Regions from separate parts of the Xenopus tropicalis genome. Here region 2 is linked to region 1. Evidence: chromatin contacts called from public Hi-C data. All regions are on one chromosome and are shown on one strand. The core of a region is the stretch at or near the end of the contact, and the rest is flanking DNA. Distances in the headings are between cores, read along the strand shown. Region 1 holds the start of nsl1 (kinetochore-associated protein NSL1 homolog). Region 2 holds the start of nenf (neudesin neurotrophic factor).

Region 1 (4,567 bases), core at 837-3,336:
ACACCTCCTGTACAATCTGTTTAGAACTGCAACGTATTCTAGGGTCTCTATTAGAAGTCAGGGTCCCACGTATACCTGTCCCGCTCTCACTCGATGGACCCGCTTCACTTGAGCCTTGGGCTCTGCTACTGGCTGACAGGCTGGATTCACACTGCCTGGATGGATTAGATTCACTGCAGCCATGGATAATCCTCTCGTTAGGGACTTGGGATAATTGACCAACAGGCTGCTCATTGCCAAGTAAACCTTGTACATTATTGGACAGTCTCTGCTTCCCAGGGCTGCGGGTCCCACACTTAGTGGAAGGATCTTGGTGTTCTGTATTTTTATGAACCTCTGCGCTGTATTGTGCTTTACTCTTAGTAACAGTCCCAGTCTCAACAGGGTTTTGCCTTTTGGTCCCAGAAACAAGTTCTGCCTCTGCAGAGTTTGCTACTTTGCTTGGATCTATAGACCCTGCCCCTGCAGGACTGTGTGCTTTCCTTTTACTTGGAGATCCATACACTGTAGGACTTGCAGCTTTCCTTTTACTGATCAATCCTGACTTTACAGGGCTCAGTACTGTTCCATTCCCAGTGCTTGATGCTCTGACTTGAGCTTTTGCAGGACTCTCATCACTGGAAGACTTTATCCGGCTAGGTGCACTAATGGGGGATCCAGCCCTTGTTGGGCTCAACACTTTGTCTATTATAGGGCTATGGGCTTTGCCGCTTCTGGAATCCCCAACCTTTACAGGGCTCGTCCCTTCGTGCCTATTGGGAATCTCAGCCTTTATAGGGCTGGGGGCTTTGTCTTTAGTTGGAGTCACAGTCATTCTGGGGTTAGTGGGGGTGCCAATCTTTTTAGGGCTGGGGGCTTTGCTCTTAGTGGGGGTGCCAATCTTTTTAGGGCTGGGGGCTTTGCTCTTAGTGGGGGTGCCAATCTTTTTAGGGCTGGGGGCTTTGCTCTTAGTGGGGGTGCCAATCTTTTTGAGGACTTTGCTCTTAGTGGGGGTCTCGGGCTTTTTAGGGCTGGGGGCTTTGCTCTTAGTGGGGGTCTCGGGATTTTTAAGGCTGGGGGCTTTGCTCTTAGTGGGGGTCTCGGGATTTTTAAGGCTGGGGGCTTTGCTCTTAGTGGGGGTCTCAGGCTTTGCAGGGCTGGGGGCTTTGCTATTAGTGGGGGTCTCAGGCTTTTTAGGGCTGGGGGCTTTGCTCTTAGTGGGGGTCTCAGGCTTTTTAGGGCTGGGGGCTTTGCTCTTGGTGGGGGTCTCAGGCTTTTTAGAGCTGGGGGCTTTGCTCTTGGTGGGGGTCTCAGGCTTTTTAGGGCTGGGGGCTTTGCTCTTAGTGGGGGTCTCAGGCTTTTTAGGGCTAAAGGCCTTGCTCTTAGTGGGGGTCTCGGGCTTTTTAGGGCTGGGGGCTTTGCTATTAGTGGGGGTCTCAGGCTTTGTAGGGCTGGGGGCTTTGTTCTTGGTGGGGGTCTCAGGCTTTGTAGGGCTGGGGGCCTTGCTCTTGGTGGGCGGCTCCGGCCGTTCGATACCCGAGTCTTTCCCTTCACTGACGCGCCCATCTCTCCCATATTCACAAACACTGGCGCCTCCCCGGGCTCGGTTCCTTCTCGCATATCTCGTTTCCCGGGTCTTCCCCTGTGACTGCGCCCCCCGTATATTCCCAGACACGGTCCGGCCTGCGGATTCAGGCGGCGCCGAGACCCCGTACGCACTGCCGCCGTCGGTACCGGGAGAAACCACCTTCAGACGGCCGCTACGCCTTAGCGAGCCGCCACCAGAAATTGCCGCCATTTTTGGATTGAAAAAATAAAAAAAATCCTTCAAACAGGAAGTGTCCAGCACAAACTCGGCTCGGCGGGGAAACCGCGCATCGTGAATGTTAGTTCCGTATACAGTGGGTCCATTCATTAGAGCTTATGGATGCATTAATCCGACTCTGTAGTGAAACACTCCTTATTACAGGGCAGACTCCTGCATAAGACCGGGGAGACAATTACTTACGGACCCCAACAGAATATCCTTTCCGCCATCTTGCTACACCCTACTCCCGGTGGGTGGAGTGGCTACTGCGCAGGCGCGGGTGGAAGTGTGGCCCTCAACAGAATCTCCTTTCCGCCATCTTGCTACACCCTACTCCCGGTGGGTGGAGTGGCTACTGCGCAGGCGCGGGTGGAAGTGTGGCCCTCAACGGAATCTCCTTTCCGCCATCTTGCTACACCCTACTCCCGGTGGGTGGAGTGGCTACTGCGCAGGCGCGGGTGGAAGTGTGGCCCTCAACAGAATATCCTTTCCGCCATCTTGCTACACCCTACTCCCGGTGGGTGGAGTGGCTACTGCGCAGGCGCGGGTGGAAGTGTGGCCCTCAACAGAATCTCCTTTCCGCCATCTTGCTACACCCTACTCCCGGTGGGTGGAGTGGCTACTGCGCAGGCGCGGGTGGAAGTGTGGAGCTGTGTTTTCCCATGGCTCGGTCTGCAGTTCTGGTGGACTGTCACTGTCACCTCTCTGCCTCAGACTTTGATCATGTAAGCATATCCTCCATTATTTCCCATTTTGGTTGGGGGCAGGGAATCACTATGGCAGCTCTACCTCCCCAGTAGCCCATGCAAGTCTTACATTGCCTGTCATATTATAAAGAGGGTTATGTATTTCCCACACCCTGTGACCAAGTCTTATCTTTCCTGGAGCCCTGGTATGTTATTGTGTGTACTGTTTACTGGGATAGAGCCCACATTATAGAGAAGGGGGGAGGGATATAGGGCTAGACCCCCAGTATACGTCTGTATGCCATTCTACAGCCTGCAGGTGTTGCTGAACTACAGTAACATTCCTGTAATGCCCCTTCTTCCTTCCTACATTGGCAGGGGCCCATTCTTGTCTGGTTCCATTCCCAATGTATTCTTTGTGCATGGTCCAATGGACCACATAAGAGACCCCATGCGTAGACTTTCATCCTCTATGTGGCAGAATGGTGCAGAACCCTTTGAACTAGCTGCAGGGGCCACCATCAGTAACCATGGAGCCCTTAACTACTAATGGCCCCCCTGGGTGGTTAAAAAAGCCCCTTGCATGCACAGCCACACCCCTGAGCCACCCTGGCCACTCCCCAATTATGCCCAAACTCTGCCCACAATCAGCCTAAGCCCCGCCCTATTCACAACCCAGGAAACACGCCTTTCCATGTCATAGTAACATAGTAACATACATAGTAACATAGTAAGTTGGGTTGAATAAAGACATACGTCCATCACGTTCAACCATAATGCCTATATATAACCTGCCTAACTACAAGTTGATCCAGAGGAAGGCAAAAAACCCCATCTGAAGCCTCTCTAATTTGCCGCAGAGGGGAAAAAATTCCTTCCTGACTCCAAGATGGCAATCGGACCAGTCCCTGGATCAACTTGTACTAAGAGCTATCCCCCATAACCCTGTATTCCCTCGCTTGCTAAGAATCCATCCAGTCCCTTCTTAAAGCTATATAATGTATCAGCCAGTACAACTGATTCGGGGAGGGAATTCCACAACTTCACAGCTCTCACTGTAAAAAATCCTTTCCGAATATTTAAATGGAACCTCCCTTCTTCTAAACGGAGTGGGTGCCCTCGTGTCCGTTGGAAGGACCTACTGGTAAATAAAACATTAGAAAGGTTATTATATGATCCCCTTATATATTTATACATAGTTATCATGTCACCTCTTAAGCGCCTCTTCTCCAGTGTAAACAGACCCAACTTGGCCAGTCTTTCTTCATAACTGAGACTTTCCATACCCTTTACCAGCTTAGTTGCCCTTCTCTGGACCCTCTCTAACTCAGTAATGTCCCGTTTGAGCACTGGAGACCAAAACTGAACAGCATATTCTAGATGGGGCCTTACCAGCACTCTGTAAAGGGGAAGAATAACCCCCTCCTCCCGTGAATCTATACCCCTTTTAATACAGCTCAAAACCTTGTTTGCCCTTGCAGCTGCTGCCTGGCATTGCTTGCTACAGCCAAGTTTATTATCTACAAGGACTCCAAGGTCCTTCTCCATTATGGATTTACCTAGTGCAGTCCCATTAAGGGTATACGGGGCTTGCATATTGTTACATCCCAGGTGCATGACCTTACATTTATCCACATTAAATCTCATCTGCCACTTAGCTGCCCAGATTGCCAGTTGGTCAAGATCCTGCTGCAGGGATGTCACATCCTGGATAGAATTGACTGCAGAGTTTTGTGTCATCTGCAAACACTGATACATTACTCATAATCCCCTCCCCCAAGTCATTTATGAACAAGTTAAACAAAAGTGGACCCAGTACAGAACCCTGATGGACCCCACTGAGAACCTTATTCCAAGTAGAGAATGTGCCATTAACAACCACCCTCTGTACCCGATCCTGTAGCCAGTTTTCAATCCATGTGCAAACGACTTCACTAAGACCAATAGACCTTAGTTTAGAAAGCAGTCGTTTGTGGGGAACGGTATCAAATGCTTTGGCAAAATCCAAATAGATTATATCTACTGCATCCCCACTGTCCAGCTTCTTACTTACCTCATCATAAAAAGCTATTAAATTGGTCTGACATGACTTGTC
Region 2 (4,567 bases), core at 1,031-3,530, 210 kb before region 1:
AGCAGCAGCTCCAGCTGCGCACGCATCTCGCTGACCGGTCTCCGCCGCGGTGCCCGCTGGGAAATGTAGTCTTTCCACAGTCGCGCCAGCAGGCGTTGTATGTTAAGGGATGAAAGTGTAACTTCTTTGTTAATCAGATTTAAACTAGAGCAAAGAGGGTATATACACTGTGTCCCTTTGGTGATGTATTACTCTGGTGTGTATTATAAAGGAGCTAAAATGTAGAAACTGTGCTTAAAGACGAAATAAATGTAAATTCTCTCTGATCACAAACCTCTTACTTCTACCACAGACCAGACCGACCCTTCCAGCACTTGCCTGGGGTACTTTAGTACAGAGAGTGTGCCTGTGCCATCTTGGCATCTTCTAGGTATTCTCTGTTCCCTGCTGGTTAAGTTTGGACTGGGACCCAAAATAGACCCTGGCATTTCAAGGACACAGAGACCCTAAGGGCTGTGACACACGGGGAGATTAGTCGCCACGTGACAAATCTTCCTTGTCGCGGGGGACTAATCTCCCCGCATTGCCATTCCCACCGGATAGAATGTAAATCGCCAGTGGGATAGCATACGTGGCTCCACCATTTGCAGAAGTCACCCAAAGTTTCCTCTCAAGGCAACCTCGGCAAATCACGGCGCCACGTATGCCATCCCACCGGCGATTTACATTCTAGCCGGTGGGATGGCATTGCGGGGAGATTAATTGCCCGTCACATGATAACAATTCAAAATTGACCTCAGGTAGGAGGTTAGAGATTATTTACACACCTGTCGACTCTTAGGTTAATGCCACACGGGCGTATTCTTGGCAAGCGTTTTTCAGCTTGCCCGCTAGGGATGTAGCTGAACCTAAAAAAAAAAGTTTGCGAACACGTTCGCGAACTTACGCCAAAAAGCGCAAATATTCGCGAGCTTTGTGAACCCCTTAGACTTCAATGGGAAGGCAAACTTTAAAACCTAGAAAAGCCATTTCTGGCCAGAAAACTGATTTTAAAGTTGTTTAAAGGGTGCCACGACCTGGACAGGGGCATGCAGGAGGGGGATCAAGGGCAAAAATTTCTCTAAAAAATACTTTGTTGAAAAAGCGTTGCGTAAAAACGGGCAGACCTAGCGGAAATACGCGGCGTTTTTTGCTATTTCGCGCTATTGGCACCATGGAAACGGGATTTGCTTACACCAGTATTAGGCTGAAAAACGCCATGTGTGGTTGTGCGGCGTTTTTTAGGCTGAGAAAAAACGCAGAGAAAAAACGCAGCGGAAAAAAATGCGGCGAACCCAAATTGCGAACATACACGGAAAGTTCGTGAACTTGCGCGTTCGCGAACACCCGATGCTCGCGCGAATTAGTTCGCCGGCGAACAGTTCGCTACATCTCTATTGCCCGCTACTGTCAATTCAGCCTACCTTGTACCTGCACCCAAATGAATGGAATGCGCTCGGTGCAGGCACATGTAGCCAAAATCTGCATAAAAACACAAGAATTTTCAGCGGATATCGGCTACATGTGCCGGCACCCAAGCGCATCCCATTCATTCAGGTGCAGGCACAGGTAGGGGCATTTTTGAGCGTATGGAGCATATTCTCGGCTAATGCCACACTATGTGTAGCATTAGCCTTAGACCAGGGGGGGCAAGACGTTGATCGCAGTCCATCAGTCGATCCCCCATGGATTTCTGATGGACCACGTAAGCCCCGGAATATGTAAGTGCGGCGCATTTATTGGGTATGCGTACGTATGCTGCATCGCGGATATATGCAGGGAGGAGTCAAAGGTAGATCCCCGGGGGAAAATGTCTGGGCACCCCTGCATTAGACATTTTATTGTGAGACGCCCCTATTTCTACCTGTACAGGGCTGGGCTGTGGGGGAAACATGTGGTTTGAATATAAATGGGTGCTGTTTGGCCATCTCAGGGGACAGATCACTAGGACGCACATCTGGAAAGAAAAATTGGGGTCTGCCTCACAAATTGTACCAATTCTCCTTTAAAAGGTTTTCTATTTAAAAAAGGATTTCCACAAAATTTAGATTTTCCTCTGGATCGTGTATTTAGTAGTTTAAGCACAAAATGTAACATTACAGGAAGAATAGGTTAATACCAGACAACTGTGACTGATTATTAGGCTTGTATGTACAGTATTCACTTATTCCTGCCTCAGTAATAAGGCAAACTCTCGCCTGCCGCCCAGAACACACAATTGAGAGCGGTGCATGCCGGGCTTGTTGGGCGGGGCTTAACTCAAGCAAAACTTTGCCTCAGTTCGCATCCCGGAAGTTGCTCCCAATATGCCGGAGGTTAGTGTTTGGCACCGGTGCGCGGTGATACTGTGCCTTGTGCTACTGAGCGGTGCCTCCCAGGAGCCCCAGCAGCCCGGGCCGCGCCAGAAGCCTGTCAGACTCTTCACTGAGGATGATTTAGCCACCTACAATGGGGAGAAGGCAAGTACCCAGTGCCATCCTGCTTGGGCTGCTCTCATTGGTTACAGCATGGGAAACTGGATCACATGATCTCCTGGGTTGGGAGGATTGGCTCTCTCTTTCCCGAGCAAGGGGGCATCCGGGCCACCAAGGATTCCACAAGTGGATCTCACAATGTGTTTCTTGGCCAAATGGCTCATAGGGAAAGTGGAGATGCTTCTCTTTTTAATGTAAACTTCAATAAAGAGGGTCTGGGGCTGGTTCACCATTAAGGGTTAAAACTGAGCATTTGCAGTTAATATGCTGGAAGGAGCTCAGGCCAATAAGGGGCCAGGGGTTGAGGGACAGGGATGCTGGGAGCAGGAATAGACAAAGGCCCGGGTTCTGTTGGATTAGTGTCACTAATGGGCACGGCTAACTGCCTTCTTTCTCTTTCCTTTCAAGGATGAGCAGCCAATCTATATGGCAGTAAAAGGAACTGTATTCGACGTGTCTGCTGGGAAAGGTAATGATTCCGTATAATACAGCAGCGAGGATAGCGGCAGGATTATCTTTGCTTGAAATAGCGTCTGAGGCCCCGTTGTTTATAATCAGACCTACAGTATCCCACCAACAACTGCCCCCCTGGCAGCAGCTCAGTGACAGCTGGAACAGGATGATAATCTAACCAATAAGGTGTTTGCTTGTAGACAGGTGACCAGTAAACACATAGATGAGATAGGCAGGCACTCCGGAAATCCAATCAGGTAGAATAGAAGCTCAAATATTAAAGTAAGATCAAAAGTATTTTATTGAAGCATACACATAAATGCTAAGCCTTACGCGTTTTGTGCCAATCTGAGCACTTAATCATAGGCTGAATAACACCTGACCTGCTGATTAGTTGCTATGGGTTAGTGGTACTGGGTACACTTAATATCATTTATTACGTAACCCCTATAATACGCTGTATTTTGCCCAAAAGGCAATTGCTACTAAACCCACCACTTTTATGTGCTGTGGCAGTTCCCTCATTGCAAGATCTCGTGGCTTTGTATGATGTAAGAGATCATGATTTTTTTTTTTTTTTTTTTTAATTGCAATTTTACCAGAGTTTTATGGAAAAGGAGCCTCATACAATGCCCTTGCAGGAAAGGACTCAACGCGGGCAGTCGCCAAGATGTCACTGGATCCAGCGGACCTTACTTATGATACAGTAAGAACATGGCCATTTGCTTTTGTAGTATGAATCCACACAGGGAAAGCAGTGAAACAGCATCTCCATTTATGGCTGTAATAACTCCCTAATAACCATGGAAAGGTGTTTCCTAATAGTTTATCATATCATTCGTATTATTTTTTACTTAAACTATTACTAGTAAAACTGGGCTAATATAGCTTGAAATCCAGTTGGGAAAAAAAATACTGTTTTGCCTAAAAATGCTCATGGTGGCCTGGTGTGAGCAGCAATGTTGCGTCCCTAAGCATTAGTGCGTGTTATGTCACTTTCAAGTGTATGATGGGTGAGTCAAAACATGGCCCCCAGACATGGGAGCTCCCTCCAGGTACGGGTGGCATAGTGATGGTTATGGGCATTTGGGTGCAACTGGCTGAACAGGGGTTGACACTGGCTGCCAGTATAACTAGAGAGGAAGCAGACCCCATGGGGGGCCCTGGTCTGCTTCCTCTAAGGGCGGGGCTGTGGGTGACCCATGGTGCATGTTCACATGTTGGTCACCCATGATTTTGTGATTTCAGCTAGGGGGGTTGGGATCCCAAGAAAACATTTTGCAGAGGGCCTGCCCCAACAGTTACCCCACTGCTGGCTGCTTTGACTGAGCGAGAGCTTATTGGTCTGCAAAGGTGTCCAAAACTGGGACTGGGAAAGTTTGTATAATGTTCTTAGAAGCTGTCCTCCTCCAGCTGGTGTCTATGGTGTAAGCTCTATGGGGCAGGGACCTCCTTCCTACTGTGTCTCATACCACATGGCACATATATTTTGTATTTATTTATTATATCACTTGTCCTCCCTTTGTGTAATTGTGTATATTGTAAGATTGTACAGCGCTGCGTACCCTTGTGGCGCTTTATAAATAAAGTTATACATACAGTGGAGGAAATAATTATTTGACCCCTCACTGATTTTGTAAGTTTGTCCAATGACAAAGAAA

What was found. A called contact is a pair of places that touch in the nucleus more often than the background predicts.
Region 2: a contact with region 1 is called in a Hi-C map of neurula embryo, with 3 times the contacts expected there. The contact joins the promoter of nenf here to the promoter of nsl1 in region 1. A contact is called at or near these places in 3 of 5 Hi-C or Micro-C datasets (brain, liver and neurula embryo).

Annotation. Positions count from the first base shown.
Region 1 is chr5:14,378,198-14,382,764 of UCB_Xtro_10.0, reverse strand. nsl1 (kinetochore-associated protein NSL1 homolog) reads right to left here and starts at 2,086. Exons shown (of 6, transcript XM_002934685.5): 1 at 1-2,086. The coding sequence starts at 1,894. It overlaps tatdn3 (putative deoxyribonuclease tatdn3-B), which reads left to right and starts at 2,353. Exons shown (of 10, transcript XM_012963946.3): 1 at 2,353-2,511. The coding sequence starts at 2,449.
Region 2 is chr5:14,590,137-14,594,703 of UCB_Xtro_10.0, reverse strand. It overlaps nenf (neudesin neurotrophic factor), which reads left to right and starts at 2,280. Exons shown (of 4, transcript NM_001030454.1): 1 at 2,280-2,438; 2 at 2,862-2,922; 3 at 3,509-3,612. The coding sequence starts at 2,286.